Linked DNA regions of Ovis aries: region 2 is linked to region 1. The links are chromatin contacts, called in public Hi-C maps. All regions are on one chromosome and are shown on one strand. The core of a region is the stretch at or near the end of the contact, and the rest is flanking DNA. Distances in the headings are between cores, read along the strand shown.

Region 1 (7,151 bases), core at 2,001-4,500:
ATCACTGGCTCGATGGACATGAGTTTGAGTGAGCTCCGGGAGTGACGGTCGGGGAGGCCGGGCGTGCTGCAGTCCACGGAGTCGCAGAGAGTTGGGCACGACTGAGCGACTGAACAATAACTCCAGTTGCGGCAGACGGGCTTAGCTGCTCCCCGGCAAGCGGGATCGTGGCTCCTGGACCAGGGATCGAACCCATGTCCTCTGCTTTGGAAGGTGGATTCTTAACCACCCAGCCACCAGGGAAGTCTCTTTCCCTTCATCTTTTGCCTCTGCTTGTCATACCATGCCCCGTGGCTTCTTGGTCGCACGACCAAATCCTTTCTGAGCGACGGACCCCTGAGTCCTCCCTTCAGGCTCCTTGGTCCCCACAGCCCTGCAGAGGCCCCCCCACCCGTGGATGACACGGACTCCTGCCCTCAGGGAGCACGCCTGCCAGGCCTGGGATGTTCACACCCTCGGCTCGGGCTCAGACCCCTTCTCCCCACCTCCCACCAGGTCCAGGCTGCCCTCCACCAGCACGCCTGCTTCCTGGGGGTCAGGCGTCCAGCGAGGCTGCAGGACGGGAGGACTGTGGGCCCGGCACAGGTAGCAGCTGCCAGTGTCTCCTCTGTTCCTCCTCCTGGTTTGCATAGTTTTATTTACTGATTTTCCACCGTGCGGGGTCTTCGTTGCTGTGCGGGCTTTCCTCGAGTTGCCGTGAGCCGGAGCTACCCTCTAGTGGCTTGAGATCCTGCTGCGGTGGCCTCTCTCGCTGCGGAGCACGGGCTGTAGGTGCAGACTTCAGCAGTTGCAACACGTGGGCTCAGAAGGTGCGGCTCCCGGGCTCTAGAGCACAGACTCAATAATTGCGGTGCCCAGGCTTAGCTGCTCCGAGGCATGTGGGATCCTCCCAGGCCAGGGATCGGACCAGTGGATTCTTCACCACTGAAGCCACCAGGGGCGCGCTCTCCTCCCGCTGTGACCCTTGTCTCATCTGGCCCTCAGGCTTCTGAGTAGTGGAGGCAGCAAGCTCACAGCAGGAGTGCCCCAGCGCTGTGGCACCCCAGGCCTCTGTCCCGAGGAACTCAGGCTCACCAGGAGGCAAGGTGATGGAGCAGGTCCCGGGACTGTGAGAGCCTGGGGGGGCGCGAGGCATCAGGGGAGGCTGCCTGGAGGAGGGGACCTCACAGGTGAGACCTGAAGCTCAATAGTGTTGATCGGGAGAACGGGGTGTGGGAGGAAGCAGGCGGCAGGAGGCTGTGAGGAGCGGTCAGGACAGGTGGGTCCATGGCCCTTCTAATGCCAAGGAGCTGAGAAGGTCCTTCGAAGCTGGCCCTGGGGCACCGGGGCCTGGGTCAGCGGAGGCAGGACTCCCCTGTGCTGGGGAGGAGGGAGCAGGCAGGAGGCCCGGGGGGCACACGGAAGCTTCAGAGACGAGGGTGTGCCGGGCTCTCAGACACTCACTCAGGGCACAGTTCTGACTTGATCATTCAGTCGAGCCTGAGGACCCCTCTGACCCCTGGCACCCCTTGCCTGGTGTTGGGGGGAGTGGGTCTTTCTCCCCAAGATTAGCACCAAAACCCCCCAACCCCGCCGGGCAGCAGCAGAGAGAATGGTGATGACTTGGGGAAAGGATAACGGATTCTGGCCAGATTTCTGACGTTAAAATAGACTTTGAAAAGTATGGCTGAGACAATAATTCTGGAAGAAAAACAACAAAAGAAGCTTCTAGAAGCCAGCGCCCCAGCCAGCATGAGTTCAGGCCCCAAACAATGGCTCTGGGGAGATGATCCGTTGGTGACCCTGACCTGCACAGTTGCAGGCCTCCGGGGGGCTTGGGAACTGTGGGGGTGCCCAGACCCTCAGGACAGGGCGGGGCTGCCCAGGGTCCCCCGCCCTGGGAGCACAGTGAGCGGAGCCCCGTGCTGGCGCCAGCTCTGTGGAAGGTGGGGCGGGAGGCCTTGCAGTGGTGACGAGAGCAGGTCCACCTCTTCAGGTGCCCCGGGAGACCTGGGTTCGATCCCTAGGCCGGGAAGATAGCCTGGAGAAGGGAATGGCTCCCTACTCCAATATTCTGGCCTGGAGAATTCCATGGACTGTACAGTCCACGAGGTCACAAAGAGTCGGACATGACTGAGCGACTTTCATGACATGGCTGCTCAGGGATGGAGGCATGGGTGACCCCGGGGGCACCTGGCTGGAAGGGGGACCCCAGAGTCTGCCTGTCGAGACAGAGAGGTTCTGAGGCTGGGCACCGCTGGCGGTGAGGCTGCAGGAGTCAGATGCTACTGGAGGGGGACTCTGAGCTGCCTCAGTTTACCCTGTTGACCAAGATGCTCTGCTGCTGCGTACCAGGTCGCTCAGTCGTGTCCAACTCTTTGCAACCCTATGGACCGTAGCCCGCCAGGCTTCTCTGTTCCTGGAATTCTCCAGGCAAGAATACTGGAGTTGGGGGTCTGCTCAAGCCAGAGCACCAGATCCAAACAAATGAATTCCGTTTTCCCCTCTGGATGCAGCTGTCTTTCCTCAGGGATGCTCAAGGTGGGGGCGGGGGGAGTGCTCCGTGGTCCTGAGACCTGGGGGAGGCTGACTCAGGCGGGGATGTCTCGGACCCTGCAGCCCCTGCCCAGGCTGGGCACCATGGAGTCCAAGGAACACCGGGGTTCCCAGGTTTGACCTCTGTGCCAGCCCGCCCACCAAGCCCTGGGCCTGCAGTCTAAGGTCCAGTTCTCTGGGGACCGGAACTGAAGCCTCTGTGGCTGCACTGCCTCTGTGGGAACCTAAGAGCTGGATTCTTTTCCTTGGGGAGGAGGCTGCGGCCAGCCCCGGAGTCATTTCACTTGTAAATTAGGTCTTGGCTTTTCTTGTCTCTGGCTTCTCCCCCTCCGCCTTGGCTGGGAGGTGACCATCTGCAGTAGGGCCAGCAATGGGCTGGGCACCCCCCAGCTGGGTGACTCGATGGTTGTTGGGGGGTTGGAAGGATAGGGAGTGGGGCCCAGCCTGGGAGGCTGTGCTGGGGGCGGGGGCCTGCCTGCGTTGTCCAGCCTCCTCACTTTAGGTTTGGGGTGGCCCTGAAGGGGGCCCAGTTGGGTCACCCTCCCCCCAGCCCCACGATCCAGGCCCCTGGGCGTTTTCGGGGGGCGGGGAGGGCCCAGTGGCGTCCGCGCAGACGCGGAGCCTGAGCTGGGTCAAGGTCCCCCAGGCCCCGCCTGCCCTGGGCAGGAGCCGCTTCCGGCCTCAGGGCAGACAATGCGCTGGCTGGGGAGCCGTGGCCCCTGGCCAGATCCCCCACCCCCAACCCAGCCACACAGGAAGCCGGAACTCAGAAGACAGCGTGTCCTGGAGTGAACCCTCCGGCAGGCGCTGTGGTCCAAGGCATCTGATTCCCAGAGGAGGCTCCTCCAGTTGAATCAAACTGATTTCTTCCAGCCTTAAAATGACTAGGGGCCCCGGAGCCCTCCTGGGGGTGGGGGGACTTCAGTCCTCACCCTCGGGGTATGCTGAGTTTCTTCCTAACCATGAGGCCTTTGCACTGGCGCGCCCTCTGCCCACCACTCTGGCCTCCAGGTCCCTTCGAGGCCACCTCCTCCTGATTGCAGCTGCAGGGCCCACTCCTGGCCCACGTCTCCCCTTCCTGTTGGGGTTTCACGGGCCGTCTGCCCCCCTTCCCTCACCCCAGCCCCCAGCACAGCTCAGGCCTGAGCTGGACCTGTCGGCCTTGGTCCCTGCTGTCACCATGGGTCTGGGTGAGCTCCCCCCAAGCACCCCGACCCCTGCGTCCACTGCCCACCCCTGCGTGCACTGCCCACCCCCTCCAGGCAGTGCCTCCCTGCAGGCTCAGCTCGCGTGCTCCCCCAGCCCCGGGGCGCCTCCAGTAGCACACGCACCGCCTCCGTGTGCCCATCTCAAGGGGGCCCAAAGGCTGGGGTGAGGGTCCAGGCGGCTGGGGGCTGTGTACCCCAGTGACTGTCAGGGTCAAAGTCACCGACGACCCCTTTCCTCTGCACCCCCAGGGCTTGCCCCTGGAGACAGGCCTGCGGACCAGGAGGCTGGCCCCTCTGAACCGGATGGAAGGAGCTGAGAGCCAAATTCCAAAGAGCAGGGTGGCCCTTCCCCGGGCCCTGCTCCCTGGCCGGACGTCCCACCTCCCCGCCCCCAGCGGAGGACCAGCTCCTTCCCAGGCCTGCCGGCTGCACGGCCCTCGCCAGGCCCCCAGCCTCCTGGGCTCCTTTCCGCCGAGAGGCCCCCCAGGGCCTCGAACGCCCCTGCCCTGGGCCAGCAGCGCTCCTCACTGCCCGTGCTCGCCCCGTGGGCCTCAGGGAGTCCCTGTCAGTCTGTGGCGCTTGGGCGTCGGTAGGTGGGTAGGAAGGGTGGTTCGTGCAGCTCCAGCTGGGTCTCACCGCTCCTGCCAGGCTTGGCTCTGGTTTTTATTTTCAAGGTGAAGGAGTTAACTTTTTGCTCACTTCTGCATTCTCCAAACCCTTTTGCATAAAACCTGGTACACACTAGGCCCAAAAGAGATGCTTGTTGGCTGACACATGACTGAGGGGTCTGTGGGGACAGCGCAGCCCTCAAACAGTGAGCGGGTGTATCTGTGCTTCGGTTTGTATGTCTGCGTGTGTGTCTGTGCGTGTGTCAGGATGTGTCTCTGTGAGTGCATGTGGGCGTATGTGTATCTGCATGTGTCAGTCTGTGAGTGCATGAGTGTGTGTGTCTGTCTGCGTGTGTCGTTGTGAGTGTGTGTTTGTCAGAGTACATGAATGTGTATGTGTGTCTCTGTGTAAGTGTGTGTGTCAGTCTCTGTGAGTGTGTATATGTTTGGCTGTGTGTGAATGTGTGCCTGTGCGTGTCTGTGTGTATGTGAGTGTGTGTGCCTGTGTGAGTGTGTCTGTGTGCATGTGAGAGTGTGTGTCTCTGGGTGTGTGTCTGTGTGCATGTGAGTGTGTGTGTGTCTCTGACTGTGTCGGTGTGCCTATGTGTGAGTGTCTGTGTGTGTGTCTGTGGGCCTGTGTGTGTGTCTCTGTGTGTGTGTCTCTGCGTGTGTCTGTGTGCCTGTGTGTGTCTGTGTGTATGTGAGTGTGTGTGCCTGTGTGAGTGTGTGTCTGTGTGCATGTGAGAGTGTGTGTCTCTGAATGTGTGTCTGTGTGCATGTGAGTGTGTGTGTGTGTGTCTCTGACTGTGTCGGTGTGCCTATGTGTGAGTGTCTGTATGTGTGTCTGTGGGCCTGTGTGTGAATGTGTCTCTGTGTGTGTCTCTGAGCCTGTGTCTGTGTGTGTCTCTGCGTGAGTCTGTGTGCCTGTGTGTGTGTGTCTGTGTGCATGTGAGAGTGTGTATCACTGTGTGTGTGTCTCTGTGCCTGTGTGTGAGTGTGCATGTGAGAGTGTGTCTCTGAGCCTGTGTGTGTGTGTCTCTGCGTGTGTCTCTGAGGCTGTGAGTGTGTGTGTCTCTGCGTGTGTCTGTGTGCCTGTGTGTGTGTGTCTGTGTGTCTGTGCGTGAGTGTGTGTCTGTGTCTCTGAGCCTCTGTGTGAGTGTGCATGTGAGAGTGTGTGTCTCTGAGCCTGTGTGTGAGTGTGTCTCTGTGTGTCTCTGAGCCTGTGTGTGTGTCTCTGTGTGTCTCTGAGCCTGTGTGTGTGTGTGTCTCTGAGCCTGTGTGTGAGTGTGTCTCTGTGTGTGTCTTTGAACCTGTGTGTGAGTGTGTCTCTGTGTGTGTCTCTGAGGCTGTGTGTGTGTGTGTCTCTGCGTGTGTCTGTGTGTCTGTGTGTGTGTGTGTCTGTGTGTGTGTCTCTGAGCCTGTGTGTGAGTGTGTCTCTGTGTGTGTCTCTGAGCCTGTGTGTGTGTGTGTATCTCTGAGCCTGTGTGTGAGTGTGTCTCTGTGTGTCTCTGAGCCTCTGTGTGTGTGTGTGTCTGTGTGTGTGTCTCTGAGCCTGTGTGTGAGTGTGTCTCTGTGTGTCTCTGAGCCCCTGTGTGTGTGTGTCTGTGTGTGTGTCTCTGAGCCTGTGTGTGAGTGTGTCTCTGTGTGTGTCTCTGAGGCTGTGTGTGTGTCTCTGCGTGTGTCTGTGTGCCTGTGAGTGTGCGTGTCTGTGTGCCTATGTGTGTGTGTCTGTGTGTCTGTGCGTGTCTGTGTGTCTGTGTGTGTCTGTGTGTGTCTGTGCGCCTGTGTGTGAGTGTGTCTCTGTGTGCCTGTGTGTGTGTGTATCTCTGTGTGTGTCTGTGTGCCTGTGTGTGTGTGTCTCTGTATGTCTCTGAGCCTGTGTGAGTGTGTCTCTGTGTGTGTCTCTGAGGCTGTGAGTGTGTGTGTCTCTGCGTGTGTCTGTGTGGCTGTGTGTGAGTGTGCGTGTCTGTGTGCCTATGTGTGTGTGTCTGTGCGTGTCTGTGTGTCTGTGTGTGTCTGTGTGCCTATGTGTGAGTGTGTCTCTGTGTGCTTGTGTGTGTGTGTATCTCTGTGTGTGTCTATGTGCCTGTGTGTGTGTGTGTGTGCATGTGAGAGTGTGTGTGTTCTCCACCACCGCCTGGAGCACGCTGGACTCCACACTTGCTCTGCTGGCCTGCTAGCCGTGTGTCCTCGAAGTTTCCCGGAAGAACTGATGTCCCCCAGCCCCTGCCTCCGTGGCCGCCCCTGAACTTGGGGGCGTCGCCTGGCTTCAGCGGTCTCCCTCCTGCGCCTGAGCCCTGAGGAAGAGCCCCGGGTGTTATTCAGCCGTAAAAGGCACCAGCCTGAGATGCCCGTCTCACCGGGAGGCTGAAGAACAGCAGCAATGAAACAGCAGAGAGGGCCGCAGGAGGCGACTGGAGGCCCGGGGTGCGGGGGCAGCCAGGCCGTCACGGTAGACACCGGTTTGGCGGCTCCTCAAAGGCAAAGCCTGGTGGGTGACCGGCAGTCTGTCCTCGGGTGCCCCAGGGACCTGAAGCAGAGTCCCTGGATGCCCCCACCCCGGGCGCGTCCCCCCTCAGCGGCCGGAAGAGGACACACCCCGGCGGCCCCAGGGACGACGGGACGCACACACTGCGCCCTGCACGCCCCACGCTCTCCCAGCCTCTGCTGTGTCCGTTTCGAGGTCCTCGGGGGACTCATGTAGCCCTGCAGCCCCGTGGGGACCCCGCATCCAAATGGTCGTCCCGCCTCAGTCTCCCCGCCTGGGGGAGGAGCCCCCTCCCCAGGCCCCCCCGCCATC
Region 2 (7,547 bases), core at 875-3,374, 110 kb before region 1:
GACCCCCACCCCCTAGACTGGCTCCTCCACCATTCTTCCTCCTCCACGCCTGCCCTTCAGGGGGCGCCTGTCCTCCACCCCCCAGCCCCACACCCTGAACTCCCCCAGCCCCATACCCTGAACCCCCCCATAGAGATGCCTTCACGCACCCCTTTCCTCCCTGTCCTCAGTCCCCTCATCCTGCCTCTCTGTCCCCCCCCAGGCCTTCACCTCTCTCCACCAGCTGCCACCTGGGCCCCGATGCCTTCAGGCCACAGGCCAGCTGCTCGGGCCTCCCTGCGGTGCGTGGGGAATGAAACGTCCACACGAGCTGGGGCCGTGGACTTCTCCGCTGCCCCAGGAGAGGTGTGGGAGAGGGAGTGCTGGGGGAGGCCCCATGATGTGGGGGCAGGGAGGGGAGGAGGGGAAGGAGGGGGGTCAAGGAGGGGGCAAAGTCCTCTCCAGGATGGGCTACCCTTTGTGTTGGCTCCCCAGAGACCTCAGTGGTCAGCACGCCTTGCTCACCACGCTGCGCTGCCCTGCCCGCCTGGGGCTTGGCTGTGGAATTGACACCCAGGATTTGGGAAGAAGGCAGAGCGCTGGGGTCCAGGCCCACCAGGAACAGGCCCCACCACCTTTAACCCCGGGTCAAGCCCGCAGGGAGAGGGCGTCACTTCCTTCTGAGGGGCCAGGTGTCCGGTGTGTAGGCGGCCACTTTGCTCTTGTTAAAGTGGACCTGTGTGTGTGAGGCAGATGGCAGAGGACCTTGGGCGGGCCCTGGGCCAGGTCTGCTTCCCTGGCCACAGGGAAGGGAGTCCAGAACTCCAGCCGCCCCTTCTCTGCAGCCCCATCCCCTCACCAAGGGCAGAAGGACACCCCGGGGGGCAGGACAGCTGCAGGCCCCCCTGGGGTGCACAGGCCTGGTTGCGACTCCAGCTCTGTCCTGGCCTCCTGTGTGGCCTGGGGACGGTCACTGAGTTTCTCTCAGCATCAGTGTCCACACCCATGACATGGGCTCAGGACTGCAGCCCCCTGCCTAAGGACCAGAGACATTGCCCCGGCACATGGTGTTCCCAGTGGGGGCTGACTCGGGAGTATTTACACCAGTGGCTGGAGCCTTCCACTCCCTTCCCTGGGAGAGTGACCCCTGCCATGGAGACCTGGTCGCCACGGAGATGCGCAGGAGCTGGGGCTGTCTTTGCAGCAGACAACCTAAGAGGTCCTGGGTCCTTGAGGCCAGAGGCACTTGGTGCTGTCAGGGCAGATGAACTTGGGCCACCAAGCAGGAAGCCAGGTAGAAGGCAGCCTTGGGTTCAAGAACCGCTGAGACTGTGGTGGGATTGGAGGCCCTTGAGCAGACCAGACCTGAAGGCCCTCTCCTCCTGGCCCATCTCAGACCTCCAGATGTCCAGGCTCTAACATGTAACTGTAGCTGGTGCCAACCTCTCCTCTTCTAGAGAGACTAGCTGAGCTCAGCCCCTTACCCAACTGACGCGGGGACTCCCCTAGGCCCCCAGCCCCCCGAAAGCCCACCCTGGACCCTCAGACCCTGCCTGATCCGGAAGGTACAACACGGCAGAAACCCATCTCTGCTAAATGACACGGATGGGTGTGAAGTCTCTCCAGGCCACCCTGGTCCTACAGCAAGAGCCAGACCCTGCCCTCCCCTCTCAGCCTGGCGTCTGCGGCCTCCACGTCAGGCCCCTCTGCCGGGGCCGCCCCCATCGTGGGGTCTCCATCCTCCTAGGCACAGGGACTGCCTCCCTTCCTGCATTAAGTGTGGCCTCAGGCCCGCAGGCAGTGCCTGGAGACAGGTGGCAGATGTAGCAGGCAGCCCTACCCCTCACTGGGGTGCTGCGGGTGAGGAGGGGGCACCGATGGGGGGCAGGACACTGCCAGCTGGGTCACCTGGGGCCATGCAGGGGGCCACCCTGCCTGGGGCGTGGGGGAGTGGCAAGGGGTGGGGCAGTGAATGCTGCCCAGTCATTCGTCCACAGGAAGCTCTCCTGGGGCCCTCCCCCCTGGGCTGACCTTGAACCCCAGGCTTCTGGCCCCGGGTGGGGTCAGCCCCTTCCACGGCCGCCGCGGTGGAGGGCCCTGGCTGGCCGCTATGGCCTTCTCCCGCCACACGGTGTCGCTGTCGGGGACGCTCAGTGCGATGGCAGGGGCCGCCCCTCAGGGCCCAGCCAGGCCCGCCCTCTGGCCAGCCGGGGAAGGGGGCACGGAGGTGGGTGAGAGCAGGGCTGGGCCCAGGGGCAGGGAGGGGGCCGGGCCAAGGAGCTGAAGGAGGTGCTCAGCCTCTCGGGGCGGAGGCCACGCTCGCAGGCAGAGCCCAGGCTGGCTGGGAGGGTGGGGGTCGGTGGGGGGGTGGTGCTTCCTCCTTAAACATGATTACAAAACACGTCTTAGGACCTGGCGGCATAGACGCATGTACTCCAAGGTGGTTTCATTGCTATGGATGCCATGTGTTGAATCGTACGTATTATTATACAGTCACAACATATATCGTATATTACGTGTAATATATAGTCAGTATCATTGTATTCCTTTTTCCTTCAAACTTTAAACGGAGTTAAAGTGAGACTTTCTGTTGTCACGAACAGTATGTGGGCCTTGGTGCTGTGCCTGCCCTGCCGATGGACAGACTAGCCCTGTGGCCCTGAGTGTCCCCTGAGACGCTGGACCCTTGTCAGCTCACCTGAGTCACCTCAGCCCTGGGGGGCGGCCTGGTCACTCCATGCCCACGTGGCCAGGTGGGCCCTCGCTCAGTCCTGGTCTGTAGGGTCTAAACGCTGGGCTGGCTCTGCCATCATCTCTCTCAGGGTCCAAGGTCAGCGGCGGCCCCTGTGAACCTTAAGGCCCATGGTTTCTCAAAGGCCCCCCACCTTGGACACCCCAGAAGCCCCTCAAGTCCCCTGGTGAGTCGCCTCCCAGGAAGGGCAGGAATGCGCAGACCTCTCCCCGGCGGGACACAGCTGCACTCGGCCTATCGCAGCAGGCAGAGAGGTCCAAGGGAGGCCTGGCTTCTGCACACTTGGGGACAGGGGATCACCTCCAGGGTTGCGGTCTTCTGCTCTCCCCCAGCACTCACCCACATCTCTGAGCATGGTCCTGGTCTCCCCTGGGGGGCAGGGGGCTGACAGTCTGGGGGCCCCAGCCTGCTCTCCACCCTGCTCACCTGCTGGCCAGACCCAGGGCCCACGATGGGCCAGGAGCCACTCCCTGGTTAGGCAGCAGGTGGCAGCAGGCGCCCAGCTTCGGACCAGGGCCCTCACTCCCTGACCTGGCTCCACTACCCCCGCTGAGCAGTCTCAACTGCTAGCTCCTTCCATCCATCAAACAGCCCCTACGAAGGGGGGTGGGGAAACTGAGGCTTGGTGAGCAGAGCAACTGCCCAGACCTCTGCTCCTGAAGCCTGGCCCGTTTTGCCACCTCCCAGAACCTCCCAAAGTAGCTGCTTTGCCCACCCTGACTTCATCCAGTTTGTTTTGGGATTCAACTGCTTCTGCACATTACTGGTGACTAGGTGGTCAGAGAAGGCAATGGCACCCCACTCCAGTACTCTTGCCTGGAACCTCCCATGGACGGAGGAGGCTGGTAGGCTGCAGCCCATGGGGTCACGAAGAGTCGGACACGACTGAGCGACTTCACTTTCACTTTCATGCATTGGAGAAGGCAATGGGAACCCACTCCAGTGTTCTTGCCTGGAGAATCCCAGGGACAGGGGAGCCTGGTGGGCTGCCATCTATGGGGTCGCACAGAGTCGGACATGACTGAAGCGACTTAGCAGCAGCAGCAGGTGGTAGGTACCACCCTCCCCCGTGCCCCTTGGGCACACATTTGAGGCCCTGTTGGTCTCTGGGGTCAGCCAGTTGGTGACAGAGGAGAGGCTGGAAGTCGGTTGCCTGGAAGGTAGAGAACGTTGCAGGGTGAACCAGGTGTCACCTCCTCCAGGAAGCCATCCCCGATTGCAATGCAGGGCCCAGGGCTCTTCGGGGCTTTCCTAGCCCCTGGGCTGCCGTCATCATGGTGCTGACCACAACAGGTGGCTGTTGTGTGTCTGGTCTGCTCCCTACCAGGCCATGAGCTCTGATGATGATGCTCCATGACTGCAGGGCCAGACACAGCAAGAGTGCCAGGAGGGTATCCACAGTCACGGTCAGCTGAGACAGACATGGGCTCCCGTGGCCAAAGGTGGTGCTGAGCTGCAGACATTCAGAGAGGGGCTGTGCACTCAGCACCACGGCAGGCAGGAGGGGCGGGGACGAGTCCAGGTGGGAGCCCAGTGCCCAGAAGGGCAGAGCGGCTGCTCCGAGCAGCTCTTAAATCTTGCCGTAGGAGTGGGGATGGAGAGACAGGAGGGACACACAGGGTGTCCAGGGAGCACAAGCAGCCGGATTCTGCTGCTGACCGACCCAGGGTGATGAAGAGGAGGTGGGCAGTGCCTCTCCTCGATGACCCACACAGCCAGCAAGCTGCAAACTCCTACACAGGTGTCAAGACCCAGCTCATATGGCCCCTGGTTTAGAAAGCCCTCCCTGCCCCTTGGGGGTCCCTGCTCTGGGTTCCCACCCTGACCCACAGTGCAACCGCAGCTCTGCAAGGGCAGCCAGGCCACAGACAGGTGTCGGGGTGCTGGCCTCACAGGTGTGGCCACGCAGGGCTGGGGCCCTGCAGGACCCAGGCAGGAGGCTCAGGATGGGCGAGGGACTGGGGCTGAGATCGCAGACTGGGGCTGTCATCATGGCTGCAGGAGGGCAGGGGGTCCCTCCACAGCCCCAGGCTGCTGCACTCAGGCTGAGGGCACGCCAGGCTCAGCCCACCTCTCCCCGCTCCGGGACCCTGGCGGCATCAGGAGCCTCCTCTGGCCTTGTCACAGGGTCCCTGTCCCAGACCCTGCCCAGGATCAGCCTGAGCCTTGTCTGTCCTGCAGCTGGGGGCCCCTGAGCTGTCGTCTGCACTTCCTGTGCCACAGACAGGAGCCAGCCCGCAAGGCGTCGTGGGGTGACGGGGGTGCTGCTCCAGCCGTGGGTGCAGGGGTGGGCAGTGGACCCAGGCATGGCAGCCCCTCCCCAAGGGTACTCTGAGTCAAGGCGACGGGTCTCTTCAACACCTGGGCTGGTGGCATGGGGACAGGCCTGCAGCAGCCACTGGCAGAGAGCCTGAGACCCCAGCAGAAACTGGGTGGACACTGGGAAGGCAGTCAGACCGGAGATGAACCCCCGACGTTAAGGGCTACTCGGGAAACCGTCCTGAGGGCGCTGGGGACTTCCGGACTCCAGTCAGGCACTGGGTCTGAGGTGGCATCAGGGGCAGGGCCCTGGACTGTGCTCTGAGTGGCTGACTGGGATCCACACCACCTGCAGGGGGGCCTGTGGGGGCCTCCACCAACCTGGGGGCCCAGGGACGCCTCTGGAGCCCAGGTCCCACAGCTTGTGCTCAAATGGGGTGTGAGATGGGTGGGGGCTGGGGTCCAGGACTGCACCCACCAGGAGGGCCTGAAGGCGGCCGGGATGGCAGACGAGGGTGTGCTGAGCCCCCAGCAGCCTGGAGGTGGCCCCCCACTCAAGCCAGACCCACGCCTGCAACACCAACATGCATGCCCTCCAGCGCCCAGCCCCCGGGCTCCCAGAACGAACAGGGCCGACTCCAGTTCCACGATGAACAGCTTTATTGAGCTCCAGGTGTGCACGCCACAGCCTCCCGCCTGCCTGCCTGGCCACCCAGTCGCCTGCTGCACGCGGGGGCGGACCCTCCGTGGACGTCACTGGGCCCCTCAAGGAAGGCAGTAGGTTGTATAGTTATCTTCCGAGGGGGCAACATCACTACCCTGAAACCACACAACCTACTACCTCACCCCGCCGGCACCCGGGTGTGGGAGGGTCCGCCGTCCCGCCACCTGCCCAGCCCGCGGCCCCCAGAGCCCTGGAGGGCCGAGCGGGCACCGGGCAGGAGGACCACGCTGACGGCGCCACGGCTCCCCCGCAGCGTCCAGCCCACCTGCCGGTGCAGGGAGTGGGCACAGGCCCCGTGGGGCCGCCATGGGCTGGAGAACGTGCCTCTCGCTTCCTGCCCGCGACAGGGGAGCCCCGGCCCCCCTCCCTCCGCCAACCAGAGGCCTGGCGCTGAGCTGGGCAGTCTGGCCACTGGAGAAACGGGCGGATGGTAGCTGGCCCCGTGGGCTGCCCCACCCCAGCCGAGTCTCAGCTGGCCCTGGGGCTGCTCCTCCTGGCATCCAGGGCCAGCCGCAGCCCGGACTGGGGGCTGCCCACGAGCCCCATTGAGGGGACAGGGCAAGGGGCAGGCGGCACAGACGGTGTGAGGGGAGGGAAGGGCCGGCTGAGTGCAGCCCTCCTTGGACACCTCACACGGTACTGCCCTCAACCCTCACCTGCCCCGTTTCACAGATAAGGAAACTGAAGCTCAGAGAGGTCCAGGGACCTGCCCCAGGTCACACAGCACCGCCCCACCCTGCAGAGGCCGCACCCCTCCCCCATCTGCCCGCCCCAAGCCAGGGTCCTGGGTGCTGGCCGCTGTCGGTATTACAGCCACTTCAGGAAAGACAGTAGATTGTATAGTTAACCCATAGCAGGGCAGAGCCCCAAACTATACAACCTACTACCTCACCCCAAAGGGCCGTCAGTCTCGGCGCCTGGGCTGGGCGGACGCGGCGGCTCCCGGAGGCGCTTCCTGGAGGCGGCGGCGGTGAGAGCGGCGGGGGCAGGAGCTGGGGTGGCGCTGGAGGCTGAGGGCCCGGGGCCCTGGCAGGTGGGTCAGCAGGGGCCTGTGCGCCCAGGGAGCTGCCCCGCAGGAGAAGACCGCTGACCGGGAGGGGAGGGAAGGAGGGAGGAGAGGGAGCGGGGACGCAGGTGCAGCGAAGAGACCCGCGGGGCTCTCAGGAGAGGCTCACAGGCGACGGGACCGCTCCCATCTGGACCGGAGACAGGAGAGGCCGCGGTGTCCCCAGGTGACCTGCGCCGGAGGCGCTGGAGGAAGGCTGGTGTCTGCCAGAGGCCAACCTGTGCCCAAAGTGGCCAGAGTGCCAGCCACGCCCCTCTCTCCCAGCACCTCCACCCGCTGGACCAGGGGGCACTCCCTCCCCAGCAGCCTGGTCCTGCCATCAGGGTAACCCGGGCTTTCCCGCCGGGCAGAGGCTCTAGAATGTTCCCTCTTTCCAGAAGGGAACCTGGCTGTCAGGGAAGGGTGTCTGGGCTGGAGCCGCAGACACAAGCCCGGCGCCCAAGCCTGAGGCCCACACAGGTCATGTGACCGTCACAAGGCCACACCGCCGATGGGTGGCAGGGCAGAGGACAGGTCATTCCTGCCTTCTGCCTGATAACACCTCTGCCTTGTAACTGGTGCCGCTGGACGAGAGCCCCGAGCCGTCAGACACCCCTCACCTACTCCCACAGCCCTCCCTAGCAGGCTGCCTCCTCCAGGCAGGCACCAGGCTGCTCCGTGCCGTGTGGTCTTCCCGGGCCTGGTGAAGCCAGGATCACTGATCCCGTGGGCCCCGGGCAGGGGAAGGGCCTGCCCTCTGGCTCGCCCACTACCGCAGGGGGGTCTCA

What was found. A called contact is a pair of places that touch in the nucleus more often than the background predicts.
Region 2: a Hi-C map of liver shows a contact between it and region 1, with 5 times the contacts expected there. The contact joins two enhancer-like sites. A contact is called at or near these places in 12 of 16 Hi-C or Micro-C datasets (blood, hypothalamus, liver and 6 more).

Annotation. Positions count from the first base shown.
Region 1 is chr3:222,209,385-222,216,535 of ARS-UI_Ramb_v3.0, reverse strand. No RefSeq gene overlaps it. Among named protein-coding and RNA genes, the nearest start is that of WNT7B, 15 kb to the right of the region's middle. Within about 2 kb of position 3,250, at least 35 of the 54 cell types and tissues checked have an H3K27ac peak or open chromatin away from gene starts, as enhancers often do. A contact at or near this core is called in liver, where this site is marked.
Region 2 is chr3:222,320,353-222,327,899 of ARS-UI_Ramb_v3.0, reverse strand. It overlaps LOC121819243, which reads right to left. Exons shown (of 5, transcript XM_042247879.2): 5 at 5,633-7,547. It overlaps MIRLET7B (microRNA let-7b), which reads right to left and starts at 5,840; the gene lies at 5,757-5,840. Within about 2 kb of position 2,124, at least 9 of the 54 cell types and tissues checked have an H3K27ac peak or open chromatin away from gene starts, as enhancers often do. A contact at or near this core is called in liver, where this site is marked.